2 separate regions of the Bombyx mori genome follow, and region 2 is linked to region 1. A link is a contact called in public Hi-C data. All regions are on one chromosome and are shown on one strand. The core of a region is the stretch at or near the end of the contact, and the rest is flanking DNA. Distances in the headings are between cores, read along the strand shown.

What was found. Hi-C and Micro-C count contacts between places; a contact is called where the count stands out from the background.
Region 2: a contact with region 1 is called in a Hi-C map of posterior silk gland, with 1.7 times the contacts expected there. The contact joins two enhancer-like sites. A contact is called at or near these places in 5 of 7 Hi-C or Micro-C datasets (midgut, posterior silk gland and whole pupa).

What each region holds. Positions count from the first base shown.
Region 1 is chr10:7,942,751-7,947,550 of ASM3026992v2, reverse strand. The region is part of intron 1 of E75 (nuclear hormone receptor E75); the gene reads left to right. Among protein-coding and RNA genes, the nearest start is that of E75, 24 kb to the left of the region's middle. Within about 2 kb of position 1,885, at least 6 of the 8 cell types and tissues checked have open chromatin away from gene starts, as enhancers often do.
Region 2 is chr10:7,978,566-7,983,365 of ASM3026992v2, reverse strand. No RefSeq gene overlaps it. Among protein-coding and RNA genes, the nearest start is that of LOC110384975, 10 kb to the left of the region's middle. Within about 2 kb of position 2,530, at least 3 of the 8 cell types and tissues checked have open chromatin away from gene starts, as enhancers often do.

The DNA of each region.
Region 1 (4,800 bases), core at 636-3,135:
TGTCGAACAATTATCAGCACCATACTCTGACTACACTACTGACTACGCTAGTAATGGGCTAATTTCGGGCTACAAAATACTGCCATTTAAATAAACGCATATTGGGAATATTTTATGTCGAAGCTTATATTACGATATTTTCCTTCATTATGTAGATCGTTCGTTAATAGAGGAGAGTATTAAACGGTAGGCAGCGGCTTGGCTCTGCCCCTGGCATTACTTGCGTCCATGAGCGACGGTAACGAATAACGGCCGTCTGGTGTAGTGGTAAGTGATATGGTCATTACACAAGAGGGTCGCGGGTTCGAATCCCGCCATGAGAAGATATTTGTATGATAAATATAAAATGTCTTTTCCAGGGTTATGGATGTTTATTACATATATGTATGTGTATAATAAAAATCTTACATTTATTTCCGTTATCCGGTACCTGTAATACAAGTTTTTTACGAACTTAGCACGGACCAGTTAACATGGCGTGATATTATATATAAACCATCAGGTGGGTCGTATATTCGTCTGCCTACGAGTGTAATAAAAAAAGTTTTTAAATAACCCCTTCACACAAGAGCGGTTGTACCGATTTTTTAAGACCATTGGGAGTTAACGATGAAGAGAAGATCTTCCAATGAGCGGGTGTAATTGCTCGGTAGGGTCCGAATTTTGTTGTTCAGAACTTGTATATGTGCAAGCTTATCTGGAAAATGTCCTAAATGAGATTCAAGCATCTGTCAAGTATCTTGTGTCCGGCGTTCGTTACCCGCCACATCCGCACGTCTAATACGTTTTACGTTTTACTGAAATAAAACTAAAAAGAGTCTTAAAAATTATAAAGAAAATTCCAAAAATGAACGATTTTGATTGAAACTTAGGATAGGACTTAGCATAGGACAACGACTCATCGATCAGCTAAACAAATAACGTTATTATAAAATACCGAATATATTATACATACATTTGTTATTTTATATTGTTCATTACTTTAGAATAGTTTTTGGAGTTTACTCCTTTAGAATCGATTTACATATATAGGCCCGGGGTATGAAAATTATGGGGACCAAAATCGTACTAGCATGTCACACGAAATGCGTTATGCGCCTGATTGCGCATGTCACACGAAATGCGTTATCGCAGGTGACGCCGGGCTGCTGCGCCGGCAGTCCGCCACAAAGCCTCGTACTGATCGCGCGTTTCTCTCATTATTGTATTTTCATATATTTGTTAGTCGTTTGTTTTGTGTCTCGTTAATTTGTTAATAATCTGTAGTGTATCGTGTTGTCGTAATATAGAACTATTTCTCGTATTGTTTCGTTTAATTTTTTATATCCAGTAAACTCCAGTCGTGCGTCGGAGCGGACACACACACTTTTTTTTTTATTTTTGTATGATCGTACACCATTACCACCAGGCAGGGCGACTTGTGAGTCCGCACGGGTAGGTACCACCATCCTGCCTATTTCTGCTGTGAAGCAGTAATGCATTTCGGTTTGAAGGGTGGGGCAGCCGTTGTAACTATACTTGGGACCTTAGAACGTATATCTCAAGGTGGGTGACGCATTTACGTTGTAGATGTCTATGGGCTCCACTTAACACCAGGTGGGCTGTGAGCTCGTCCACCCATCTAAGCAATAAATAAAAAAAAATTGCATCGAGAACACAAAATTATCTGGTATTTCTGATATCCATTGGCGACTGTAACCACTCTCGCCGTGTGCTCCTCTGCCTACAAGGACAATAAAAAAAAATTACCTACAGAACCTTTTAGCATTTATACTAGTTACTCTACGTCGAAAATGTATAAGTTAGGTAGCTGCATATAGAGTTGAGTTACAGTGTAGCTGAGTACGGAAACGAGGTGCGTCGTCTCCCGTCTGGCCCCACACCGCCGCGCCACCCTGTCTGCACCAGCCCTCTGCATCACCCCGGGAACTAATTCACTCTCACTAACCCACTGCAGCACAGTCGATCACGCTTGTCGCATTGTCTAATTCAAAGCCATTGTGCTAAGTACGTACGAAGTATGGTTTGATCTGTTCAAATGAAAGTTTGATTGAAAGTTCATATGAGGAACTAAAACAAATCAAGAAAACGAGATATAAATTCAGTATATCAGAATATAACATAAATTTAAAAATAATTGTAAGTGTTATATATTTCTGAATTCGCGTTACTGCTTTAGCGAAATGAAATTATTGAACGTATTTCTGTACCGAATAATATTTTTTTTAAATAAAGCAAAAAAATATAAATAATTTAGAAATTAAATATAATTATCCTCGGTTTCGATATCCGAATCTACATTTGGTATAGTTTAGTTAAACTTACTTTTACAGTTTAATCTCTATGATGGATACTATAGTATAACCAACTTATTAGCTTATTCCTAGATCCTTATTTCCAATGTTCCGAATACTTTACAGCTTTCTACTATATGATGATAATAAAAAACGCAAGATTAAATCATAAAAGTAGCTCTATGACTCGCGAAAACCCAAGAAAATATTGTTTATTTTAGTTCGTCATTAGCCGAATTAATCGGTTTAAAATTTTCGTTTCTTCAATTACATAATGCATCAGATCTGTTGTACGAGATAATAAGTGTCGTAATTTAAATTATCTGTCGCGCCTCGTTTTGTTTTGCAATCATTACATATATCTGTCGTTAAAAACACCACAATTTTTTGTTTTTGCTCCCAACGTTTTTGTTCGCATGTCATATCTCTCACATCACTCAAAAGTGTTTTTTTTTTTTTTTTATAATGTCTGCAAGTCGCTGGTGAAAGCGCCAGGGCTGCGAGGTGGAAGAAAGGGTTGCGGGGTCCGAGGGATCGAGGGGAAGTGCCCCCATGTCTAGACTGGGTCGGTAGTTTTCCGGGATTCAGCCGGCTTTGCTGCAGTCGCTCACCCACTCACTGCACTGTAGCTAGCTGAAGATATACGTGTATAGCTCGTCTGAGGACCCGTCGCGTCAGACTCAGCTATATACTATATGTCTGCTCCGTATATACATATACATTTATAGAGATGCGATCGGGGTGGAACTTATGTCAGTAGGGGAATTCTAAATCGATATTCGGACATGAAACACAGTTTTCCGGAGGCACCATAACGTTTTTGAAGCTATTCCAATGATAATATCAATATGCATTAAAAAAATTTGTTCCATATGCAATCTTACAATGAAAGAGATCAATAAAGCACGATTTTGTAGTTTTGGTGAAATGTAAAAAATATTGAAATACTTTGACACTTTTCAGTTATTATCTATACATATAAATAAAATTGGAGTGCTATTTGTAATATTAAAATAGCTGCTTTTTACTACATGCATATGAATATACATATATACGGAACATACACCGAAATAACATTTATTACATATTTTGATAATAACATGTACTTTTGGGTTAGGAATATTGTGTTCTTTTTTTTATAATAAATAAATTTTTGTCTGTCTGTCTGTCTGTCTGTCTGTTTGTTCCGGCTAATCTCTGGAACGGCTGGACCGATTTTGACGAGACTTTCACTGATAGGTAGCTGATGATATAAGGAGTAAGTTAGGCTACATTTTTTAGGCTAGCTTCGCCTCGCGGCATCACCCGAGGTACAACAATAATCGCAGGTAACATCGCGGGACTCAGCTATCAATAATAAAATTTAATGTTTCCGAAGCGAAGCGAGGGCGGTTCGCTAGTTATTATATATAGTTTTATTTGGATTCAATTCTGTTTGTTTCGAATTATGACGGCTAAGCTCGTGTTACAAGCTAAACAAGCCATTGGGAGTACAAATATTTGCACCTATGAAGTAGTAACAATGGGCTATTCCCTGGAACCGGCGTTTACGGCGGAAAACTAGAACTGGTGGTACAATGCAGTATTAGGCATTCAAACAAACAGTGATTTCGTGTCGTTGCTAACGAAAATGCTTCTTGCTCTTGTAAAAAAATCAATCGATGGTCATGAAAGAAATTATTTAGTGTTAATACGACCAGTTTTACCTAACACCACATTCTGCGTTATTGTCACACGAAATAGATTATGGTTTATGGTTTGAAAGGGCTGTTAGTATTTAGAATACAATTGAGAATTAAAACCTGATATCCCAAAGCGGCATTTACGTTTATAGTGTTTGGGCTTTAATGATTCTTCTTATCAGTCTTTATTCAATAAAACAAAAAAATTAAATATACCTATAAAATGCGTTTCTTTACGAAGAATGTATTTATTAGACACTGTAGTTGTTATTTAAGTTATATAGTATTCAGGCGTTTTTTATCATTCAAAACTCTGAATGATAACAATCATGCAATAATACTCGTAAATTATAAAACAGTTGTATGTAAAAAGATTTCTTCTTTATACATACAATGCGTTCGTTAACATTTTATTTCAGATTCCAATACCATCTGGTATTTATAAGGAATCCAAACACAGCAATATATTATATTTTACCTATTATTACACCTATTATTTACCACTAATGAGTCAATTTTAGATTCAGGGAATTAATATATCTCCACTTTATCATTAATTAATCCTTGTCAAAAGAAAAATGTAGTAACTAATATAATGGGAAATTATTACTACGTTACATTTATTTATTGTAATTACGTTAGTGTACACAACTGCACACACATACCGTTCGTTACTCGCTTCCTAACCTAATTATAACCGGTAAACTTAACCATTCGTCTTGAAGCTAAGAAGAAATGTATGTCTCGAAATAGTGAAGCTAATTGTATTTCGTAACGGGCAAAGGGTCGTGTCAGAGTGAGGTATATTTAGCGTGGCGTGTGGC
Region 2 (4,800 bases), core at 1,281-3,780, 35 kb before region 1:
AGTATCATCTCTAAATATGGCCTTCAGCGCTGTAATTTATGAGATTGTACATAAGATCCTTTCATAACGGGGTCAGGGTACTAAACGTACTAAATAATTCGAAAAGCGCGTGCGCGTGTAAAGGTCAAGGTTAGATTCCCTGGAAGATTTCCTCCGGGGTCGTCGGCCTAGGGTCCTTATTTTCAGGAAAGGTTGGTTCGGCGTTTCGGCCTTCACCGTGACATGACCTCAGAGCGGCACGTGTATGGTTTGGCGTGGGCGTTCTCTTTACTGAACATTCGAGCAATCTATAATAGCGTTACAGATACCAAAGAAGATACTCCTGTATCTTGTATTGTAATCTGTATCTCTTATTGTAATTTCAACTTTACTAATAACCTTTTTTTTATCTGATTTCATTTTATTCTGTACGATATTTTTTACATGCTGTTTTGTAATTAGGATTTGTATAAAATTGTTAAGATTTTAATGAGTAGAGTGAATTGTACACTTAAGTATAATTTCATCTCAGGTATACAAACTGCATTATTTTTACGGTTCACAACGAATTTAATACATATTTTTGTATGAATATTTTTCAATGATTCATTAGTATTTACGATGTTGGACAAACGGAACAAACTGTAAAACTTTGCATTCAAAATCTTTGTTAAAAATATTAGTTAACTAGAGGCTTTTTGGTGAGCCAAATATTCTTGGGGAGATGAAGGCACGGAGGCTCGGATGGCTCGGACATGTAGTACGTATGGAGCAGGATCGGGCTGTGAAACGGGTGTACACAGGTGTACCGGAGGGACGCCGCCCCGTAGGGAGGCCCAAGTACCGCTGGTGTGACGCTGTGGAAGGAAATTTACGGGAGCTCCAAGTGTCGGACTGGCAAGGTGTTACGCAGCGCCGGGATGAATGGCAAAGTTTATTGTCTAAGGCCAAGACCCATTTCGGGGTCATAGCGCCAGCTCAGTAGTAGTAGTAGTAGAGATGCACAATTGAGAGAGATGTCGATACACAATTGATAACATCGTTCCACAGAGCATTTAAAATTGACGCAGCTTAATTAAGAAGTGAAGTTAGGTCATAAGATATCCATATATATAATACTAGCTGACCCGGCAAACGTTGTGTTGCCTTAAATAAGATTTCTAGGGAAATTCTACTGTAGAAAAAAAACCCTGATTTAACCACATTATACCTCATTATAAACAAAAAAAATATCCAAAAAATAAATGTTTGGGGTGGACAACCCTTTTCACTTAGGGGTATGAAAAATAGATAGTAGCCGATTCTCAGACCTACTGAACATACTATTGATACACAAATACAACCAAAAAAAACATGGCTGAAAAATGTATAGTATTGTATAGCTCTCAAATATATTAAGTGTATAATCTATGATGTATATATAGTGAGTAAGTAAGACAGGAGACCGGCTTCGTTCTCATCCCTACTACGTGATGTTTGCTGGATGAGTGGTGACACCTGGCGGGGATAGTTGATGGATTGATAGTTGATCAGTAGTTGACCGGCGAGGGCGGGAGATCAAATTCAATTAAAAAAAAAAACATAATTAAAGGAACTTGAAATTATAAACTCTGAATAAGAATTTATCGTACTACAATTATAATATTTGATTGCCATCTTGCAACCTTATTGCGGATCTGTGCATAGAATAAAAAAAATATTAATCGGGATGGAAAAATAGGGGTTTATCGTATAAGAGTGAAAATTGAGAGTAATATGTTTTTTTTTTTATTCTAAGTCATGACAAAACAAAATAAAAAACTTGCCAAAAAAATTTAAGTTTATAATTAACAAATAAAAAATAGGGGTTGATCGTAGAGGGGTGAAAATTTCAGAGTAATATGAATTTTTTTATTCTACGTCATGACAAAATAAAAACAAAATTTTCGCAAAAATTTTTAAAGTTTTTAATTAGAAAATAAAAAATAAGGGTTGATCGTAGAAGGGTGAAAATTGAGGATTGTATGTATTTTTGTATGTTGTATCATAAAAAAATAGAAATTTAAAATTTGGTCTAAAAAATAAAAAAATAAATTTAGGGGTGGACTACCCCTAACATTTAGGGGGATGAAAAATAGATGTTGGCCGATTCTCATAGATACCGGATAAGCACAAAAAATTTCATCAAAATCGGTCAAGCCGTTTCGGAGGAGTATGGCAACGAAAACTGTGACACGAGAATTTTATATATTAGATTGTAGGCATCATAAATGTCGAACAACTTATAATTTCAAAATAACCCCCCAAAGATTTTAACATAAATCAATAAATTTAGTTTAGCTTTTTGTAAAATATAAACTAAATTTATTGATTTTGAAATTGAAATTTATTGATTATGTTTATTATTAAGTTTCTATATGATGGAATTATAACTGAGTAGCAATTATGTCTTTAGTATTCTGAGACGCTCTTGTCATCAAAATTAAAATAAAGCACCTTTATTCACACTGACTATCGTTAAGCGACGCACACGTATGTACGTGGCTCATTTACGAGCGTGAGTGGCATAACTTTGGGTATTTAAAGTACTTATTAACTAAAACCCGGTTGAATTGGTTACGGTGACGTCATGATTTTCCCCCGTTGTTTTTACCGATACGTATGCCTTCCTTTGCGATCACTGAATATCTACCTGGTCCCAAAGGGGATAGAAATGTTCCTATTTTTTTTAAAGATAGAATGATAACTGGTTATCCGAAGGCCTTTTGCTATGCCAGGACCGGTAGGCGAGTTTAGACTCAGCCACGAGCGCTCGTATTTGTCAACAGCTATCTCAATGACTCCGAAGGACGCCTTACAGCTCAAGGGCAGCTGCGTCGTATTTTCTTCCGATTATAGGTATATTCACCTATATTTCTTTACTTTCAAGCGAATACTTATTAATTTACAATTTTACTTTAATTTTTGTTTTGTTTTGTTGTATCTACACGTTTAACTTCATACCTGTATTTTGGGCGAGAAATCAACAATTGTTAATAAATAATGTGTCGAAATCTATTGGTTAGCTATTTTCTGTTATCGTTCCTGATTACAGAACAATTTATAAAAAAAAACTGTTAATATAACACACATTAATTTGAAGTCAGAGAAACATATTGAATATATTGTATGTTATTACATTGTAAATACCGACATGAACATTCTAAGCACATAGTTGAATCATCATGTTAAGAAATGAAAACAAATTATTTTCACGTAATGCGAGACCAGGGCGCGAGGTTACTGACTCTAATTCCACAACTCGACGAAGAAGTTGTGTTAGTGCCTGACTTCGATTTTTTTTTATGATGAAAACTCATATCTGATAAACTAAGCTTTACTAGTGGTTGGGCGTATAGTAATTCCTCACGGGTAGATACTAGAATCCTGTCAATTGTTGCCCGAAGGCAATCATGCCCGCCGGTTTTAATTATGGAGTTCACGTTGTCTTGAGGCTCCGGTAGTCGCTTCATGTGTCAGCTGGGCCGTGAGCTTGTTCAGCAATCAATTGAATAAATAACAGGCTAGTTCAAGAGTATCCGTTGTCTGATTACTGTAGTTGTTGCTAGTTTAGAACATTTATATACGATCCATTAACGGTGCTTTTAGGCACCACAAGCACCGGTCAAGGGCTCGACGAGCGAATTAACCCATAGACACAGCCCACTGAGTTCCTCTCCGGATCTTCTCAGTGGGTTGCGTTTCCGATCCGGTGGTAGATTCTAAGAAGCACTGCTCTTGCTAGGGTCAGTGTTAGCAACACTCCGGTTAGAGCCCCGTGAGCTCACCTACACACGTTATGGTGAAGCTGAAATAGCCTCTCAAGGCTATCAGCAGAGATAGGAAAAAAAAATATTATATATTTTATCGGTTTGCTATCGGTGCTGTTTTCCTCTTCTCTTCTCTTCTATTTTCACCTTCTCATCGTTAATGAATAAAAGCGGGTGCAGAGCTCAATTTGAATCGTCAAGTCGAATCAAACAGCGCCTTAAAGGGAAATGTTTTCGGAGGAAGGCAGCGTGGGTGTAGAAGCGGGCGCGGCGGGCGTCCGCGGTCACGGTCGAGGACGCGGCCTTGACACGAGCCGCGCAGCCTCTGCTGATCTACTACACGAAATGCCTGCTCACGACAATAACACGAGCTTATTTTGTAAAATGAAAAAACAGCTTTTGAACACTACCAACTTATTAAAAAGTAAATAATAGTTTAAAAAAACTAACAAAATACACTTTTATAGAAAATCCAGGGTGCTTTTCAGGATAATATCAAAATAACGCTTCTACTCATATCTGTTCATAAAATATTTATAACTACTGATTCCATGCACCCCACACTTTTTTTACAATAAAATCATTTTTTCTTACACTTTTTTTTTGTGTTTTTATCATATTCGCACAATTTCAAATTGATATCTCGACATTGGTTTCTAATTTGGATCAACCTACCTATTTTGCCGTGAAAGAGTCATGCACTCTAGTTTCAAGGATGGAACTGTCATTATACAATGCAATTATGAGCGTATTTTGTGTATTTTACACTAGTTCTGTTGTCGGCTTGTGTACCTAAATACTTATGTACCTAAATACCAGTTAACTACATACATTCTGTACATAGTTCTCTAAAAGCTTCAGTACGTGGTATTTAAAACATATATTATATAATTCATCAAATGAAAAGCCTTGAAAGTTCCTATTTTATAAAAGATGATACAAAGTATCCCTCTTTAGATAGATGAGGGTATTTGGAGATCATTAACGTTTCCAAAGTTTCAAGGGAATTCAATATTGTCGATAGAAATAGTTA